Regions from separate parts of the Mus musculus genome. Here region 2 is linked to region 1. A link is a contact called in public HiChIP or PLAC-seq data. All regions are on one chromosome and are shown on one strand. Each heading gives the region's core, a stretch centred on a gene start, on an enhancer-like site or on the middle of the called end of the contact. The rest is flanking DNA. Distances are from core to core; before and after follow the strand shown.

Evidence for each region. HiChIP or PLAC-seq counts read pairs in DNA pulled down with a chosen protein or histone mark.
Region 2: a contact with region 1 is called in an H3K27ac HiChIP or PLAC-seq map of microglia, with 6 times the contacts expected there. The contact joins the promoter of Ppp1r1a here to the promoter of Hoxc8 in region 1.

The regions. Positions count from the first base shown.
Region 1 is chr15:102,989,191-102,991,890 of GRCm38.p6, reverse strand. It overlaps Hoxc8 (homeobox C8), which reads right to left and starts at 1,352. Exons shown (of 2, transcript NM_010466.2): 1 at 676-1,352. The coding sequence starts at 1,111.
Region 2 is chr15:103,536,660-103,539,359 of GRCm38.p6, reverse strand. It overlaps Ppp1r1a (protein phosphatase 1, regulatory inhibitor subunit 1A), which reads left to right and starts at 1,368. Exons shown (of 7, transcript NM_021391.3): 1 at 1,368-1,565. The coding sequence starts at 1,482.

The DNA.
Region 1 (2,700 bases), core at 103-2,602:
TCTCAGAGGCCCCTACTTGGTATGACCCCTCTCTCCTTTTGAGCAATCATTTTCCTCTTCTCGGGCTTTCAGTCTTCTCTTCAATTGGAGGAAGTACAGAAAAGTTGGGGTAGTGGCCTTCAGGCTGCTTCTCTGAGGGGAAGAAGTGACAATCCTAGAGAGGCAGAATGCTTGTCCTTGGGAGAGGGGAGGTCTTGCCCCTCTCCCTGACTAGGGGGAGATAGCAAAGGGTCTCCTTTTCACCCAACAGTCTGGTCACTGTCTTGGGATGGCTGGCGTTGGGAAATGTCTTTGGGAAAACTGGCTACCAACCCCAAAGACTGATAACCTCAGTTTACTTAGGGTGTCCTTGCCAGCCATCTCCCCAACTTTGGCTTTACAGATGGGAAGAAGGAGAGACAGAAGGAATAGAGAAAACGATTTTTAACCCTTTGCACCCACAAGTCACCTTTCCCCCACCTTCACCCCAACAAGCACAATGTCTCAGGCACCCCACGCTCCACCCCCAGCCAAGCCTTTCAATCTCCCAGGAACCCACCCAGGCACGGGAGTGGAGTGGGAGAGACCCCCAAAGCCAGGAAGGAAAGCGAGCTAGGGCAGACAAAAAGGAGGCGAGGGAGGGGGGAAGACCCCGGAGCGCGGGAGACCAAGGGGGAAAGAGAAAAGGCTTCTCACCGTGGGGTCTCATCCATGGAAACATGAGGCTGGGAGACGAGTTCTGATTTAAGTGGCCTTGTCCTTCGCTACTGTTAGTGTTGGCGGAGGATTTACAGTCGGGATATTGCACCACGCTCGCCTCTTGCTGAGCCCCATAAAGGGACTGTCTGGGGAGCGCCTCGTAGCCATAGAATTTGGAGGCGTCTCCGTGGCAGCTCAGCGAGCATGGGTTCTGCTGGTAGCCCGAGTTGGAGATGCCGGAGGTGCCGTGGTGGAAGAAGTCTTGGACGTGGTGCGAGGCGTGCTGGAAACCGGGCGCGGAGCCGCCGGGCCCGTACACCAGCGCATGGCTTCTGCCCACGCTCTGAGGGAACCGGCAGTCGTAATAGGCCGGTTCCAGGGACTCGCCGCCTTTGTATTTGGAAAACAGGGGGTTGACGAAGTAGGAGCTCATGCTGGGTACATGAAAACCCGCGGCCCCCTCCCCTTGGATCACGCTCCCCCGCCGGGTATCCCCGAAACTCCCCTCCCCCCGGGACCGAACCCCAAGCTGGCCGGCTCCCCCGGGCTGGACTGCTGGGCTGGGGGCTGGGCAGGTGGGGGCGCGGTGCCGGCTGCGGGCTCGGGCGGCTGCAGCTCTCTGCTCACTGTCGGTAGGTAGAGCGCGCGCTCTCACTTAGCTCTTTCCTCTAACAGCCCAGGCGAATTCCTCAGACTCCCGGCGGTGGCGGCGCTTACACGCGATTCGCGTTCATCAATCCACGACATGAAGACAGGCGAGCGAGCGAGCGAGCGAGCGAGCAAGAGAGAGAGAGAGAGAGAGAGAGAGAGAGAGAGAGAGGGAGAGGGAGAGGGAGAGAGAGAGAGAGAGAGAGAGAGAGAGAGAGAGAGAGAGACTGGGGGAGAGGGGGTTCAGGGCTGGGGGGGGGGACCTGGAGGAGAGGGAGGGAGGAGAGGCGAGGAATGGGGGTGTGGTGTGTGTAGGGGGTGGTGAGCCAGCCCTAGCTAATGGACAAGGCCAGCTTTTCCAAGGTGTGCACTCTAGTTTGAAGGTGTTCCCCCTTTTCTTTCCTTTTTGAGAGATACCTGAGCCATCAGGTCAACTCAGGTTACCTCAACAGGTAGAGGACCCCCAGGAGGTGAGAGTTAGTAAGTCAGGGCTGAGCCTGCAATCCAAAAGATGAGTTCTCTGAGGTTCCTTAAGTCTGAGGACTCTGAGAAGCCCAGCATGGTGATCATGTACCCCAAACCCTTCAGCCTGCACAATCTCCAGCCTCTGGTCTCTCTTCAAGGTCTGGAGCTGCTCTGTCATTTTTATATCCTGGGGACTCTTGTCTCTTGACTGCTCTTGGGGGGCACTCTATATGCCTCAGCATGACCTATAGAAAGCAACCTCTCCAAGGAGTAGGGAACCCCAATAGGCTTGGCTGGGAGAACCTGAGAGCAAAGCTGTTTATGGGGACTCAAAGGAATAGTTTGTGTGCCCAGGTTTCTGTCTAGCCCAACTCAAGAGATTTCATTTTTGGAGATTACAGCTGGACTGAAGGGTGCAAAAGAGTAGACCTCTTACTGGTTCTCATAAACCACCATCCCTTAGGAAATGCCAGCTCAACCTAGAGGGGCCCTCAGGATTCCCTGCACACACAAGCCCTTCTCCAGGCAGGCTGCCCAGGCCAGGATGTGGAAGGGAACTGTCAACAGACACTCTTTAAATATTTACCCACACTTTCTGGGCGGGGGCAGCATCCCCATGCCCAAGACTGGACAAATTCAAGTTAATTCTAATGGAAAAAAAATAACCAACACCCTTCTCTGGCCATGGTGTTTGCAGTTATGTGGGCTTAATTCAGAGAGAAAAGAGAAGAAAGCATAAGAACAATGTGTGCGTGTGGGCTATTGTGCTCATGAAGATGAATAAGAATGATTTTTCCCCCTGTCTTCTTCCTCTACAGTATGTGAGGCCACCTTGGAGCACACTCCAAACACACACACACACACACACACACACACACACACACACACACACTGTATGTACTGTATGTA
Region 2 (2,700 bases), core at 119-2,618, 550 kb before region 1:
CTGGCTATAGAACCTTCAGGGCTGCTGAGTGGCTGCAACCTGGCCTTGCCCTGGAGAAAGCTGAGCCTGTCTGCTGTGTAAAAGGATCCCTAGGGGAGGAAGGGGGTGAGGGTGGGGCTATTTTTGGAGGGAAGAGGGGAAGGGGCCATGGAAAACACACCAGAGAACTCCAGACTGAGGTTTAAAGCTGCCCCCTAGAGTGGGGGATGACCAAGGCCCCATTCCCCTGGAGCCAAGCTTAAACCTAGATAGACCCTGCCCTCTGTTCAGTTTAAGACTACAAAGAAACTGATCTCCCCGTACTTCCATACCCCCCCTTCAGCACTATAGGCCTTCTCCTTCTCTATCTCAGTTCCACTGTGCCTCCTGAATACATTAGGAACCCTTCCACCTCTCCAGCACCCACCTCTCTCTGTCTAGTGACCCTAACCCTAGTACAGAGCACTTCAGTTCCTATGAATATCCTGTCGCCTTCACTGGTTAGTACCGAGTGGCATGTTGATCCCATACCAACCCAGTAAGTTCTTCTAGTAGTCTAACTTCCATGCCAATAGTCACGACAGAGCAGGGCAGAGCATTTTCATTGTCCTGCCAACAGTGAAAGTGGACACCAGCCATCTGTAAACAGGCCACCCCGGTGGGGTGTCCTCCACTCCCCATCCCCATCCCTGTAATCCCCTTAAAGGCCTTTCACCTACTTTGCAGCTCACAATGTAGCAAGCAGAAAGTGAAATCTATTTCACAAGCAGGATTGGCTTTCACCTCCATGGCTTCTTCTTTACCCTAAATGGCCCTCTCCCCAAGCCCTTGGTCCACTCACACTCCAAAGAGTCTTACTCTGCCGACTCTCTGAGAGCTTCCCCTCTTCTCTCTCTTGTCCAGGAGTGTTCCCTGAACAGTAGCCAAAGCTCGCACCTGCCCTCAAAGTTTTCACATCCACTCTAGTAATTGGCCTCAAGGGGAAGTTCCCTCCCAGTCTAACTTTAATCCCTCCTGCTGTGTACCTAAATCTCCTTTCAATCTTTTCTCTTTGTGAAATCTCCTTTAGATCATAAACATAATCTACCTCTGGAGCTGTGTCCTTTCTTTTTTCCAGACCATGAAACCTGCACCAGCTTGAAGAAGTTCTTGATAAAACCTTTCCACACCCACCCCCTGCCCAGAATTCTAAAATACCTGGATGCCGGCCCGCGGGTGGTCTAGGACAGCGACCAACCGGGGTCTGGATCCTTAGCTTGAGGGGCGGCGACCTGCACAGCCGCCAGCACAGCCACGACGGGGTTAAGGCTCGGGACTGGGGGAGGAGGGGGCCGGGAGGGACGGTGACGAGCCAATCCGCAACAACACAGTCCCCAAGCGGAGCGGGGCGCGCCGAGCCAGGAGCTGCAAGCCGAGCGCCGGGCTGGGGCCAGGGCCGGAGCGCAACAGAGAGGGAGCGCGCCCGCCCCAGCCCGAGGTCCGCCGCTGCCTGACCGGGAGCCATGGAGCCCGACAACAGCCCACGGAAGATCCAGTTTACGGTCCCGCTGCTGGAGCCTCACCTGGACCCGGAGGCGGCGGAGCAGGTACAGGCAGGGCGGGGCAGCAGGACTCGGCGAAGGACTGGGGACCTGGCCGTGAGACTTGAATCCCTGCCTTGCCCCAGCGCGGCACCACACCTCTTCAGGAACGCACTCGCCCAGTTTATGGGGGTCTCCATACCCTCCCCCAACAGCGAGGCCACACCTCGGTCACCAGTATGGGTCCCTGTGGCGGGTGTCTCCAAGAGCATCGTTCACTCCCAGCCCAGCCATAGGGACACGACCCCTCCTCCCTCACTGGCGACCTTACAGCCCCTCACACCCAGTCAACCCCCAGAGTTTCCCGGCTAAGTGGCATTGGTAAGCTGAAGGGTACTGCCGGGAGGATGTTGCGGGCGGGGGGCGGCGAGTGAGCAGAAGAGACAGCTCTCCTCCCCTCCGTGTCATCTGGAGGCTGAGTGTGGCACCCAAAGGGATGAGAACAGCTATGGAGGAGTTTTAGAGCAAGGACGGGGGAGGGTGGAGGGGTCTGCAAGCTGATGTTCCCTTCTGCAAGTCAGAGCACGTGGGACCTGGGTATAACTCTGCCCTATGGAGTAGGGAGTGGGGGTGAGATGCGGGGCGCAGCGCGGCGATCTGGAGCGTCTGGGCCTGGGGTCCAAGCTTAGCCACGAGCAAGCCACCAAGAAAGCTTGGCTCATCGGGTGGGAGTGCAGGGCCCTGGCCCAGCCTCCTGGCCTGGCCTATTTTTAGCTCTGAGCAGCCTGGCAGAGGCGGCAGTGTGTGAGTGAGCAGTGTGTGTCAGCGTCAGTGAGCGTATGGAAGGGGCTACTATCTGCAGCCTGCCTTCTTTTGCATTCCCTGGATTGTGAAGACCATCCCTCCCCAAGAGCATCCAGCTCCCCAGGACTCCTGCCCCCAGCCACTCACTGTCAAGCTCTCCACCTGAAAGAATCAGACCTCTGGGGATGAGCAGGAGAAAAAGGTTTCCACATTGCTAGAGCCGATTCATAGAATTGGGTGTGGATGAAAAGGGACCCAGCAGGTGTACACTTTGAAACTTCTACTTCTCAGATCCAGGGAGGAGCAGGTACCCAGCTTCTCCTCTCCCTACCTGGGGACCAAGGGGCTGGAGAGGGAGTTTGAGACCTCACACACATGAGATGAGGAGAATGAAGAC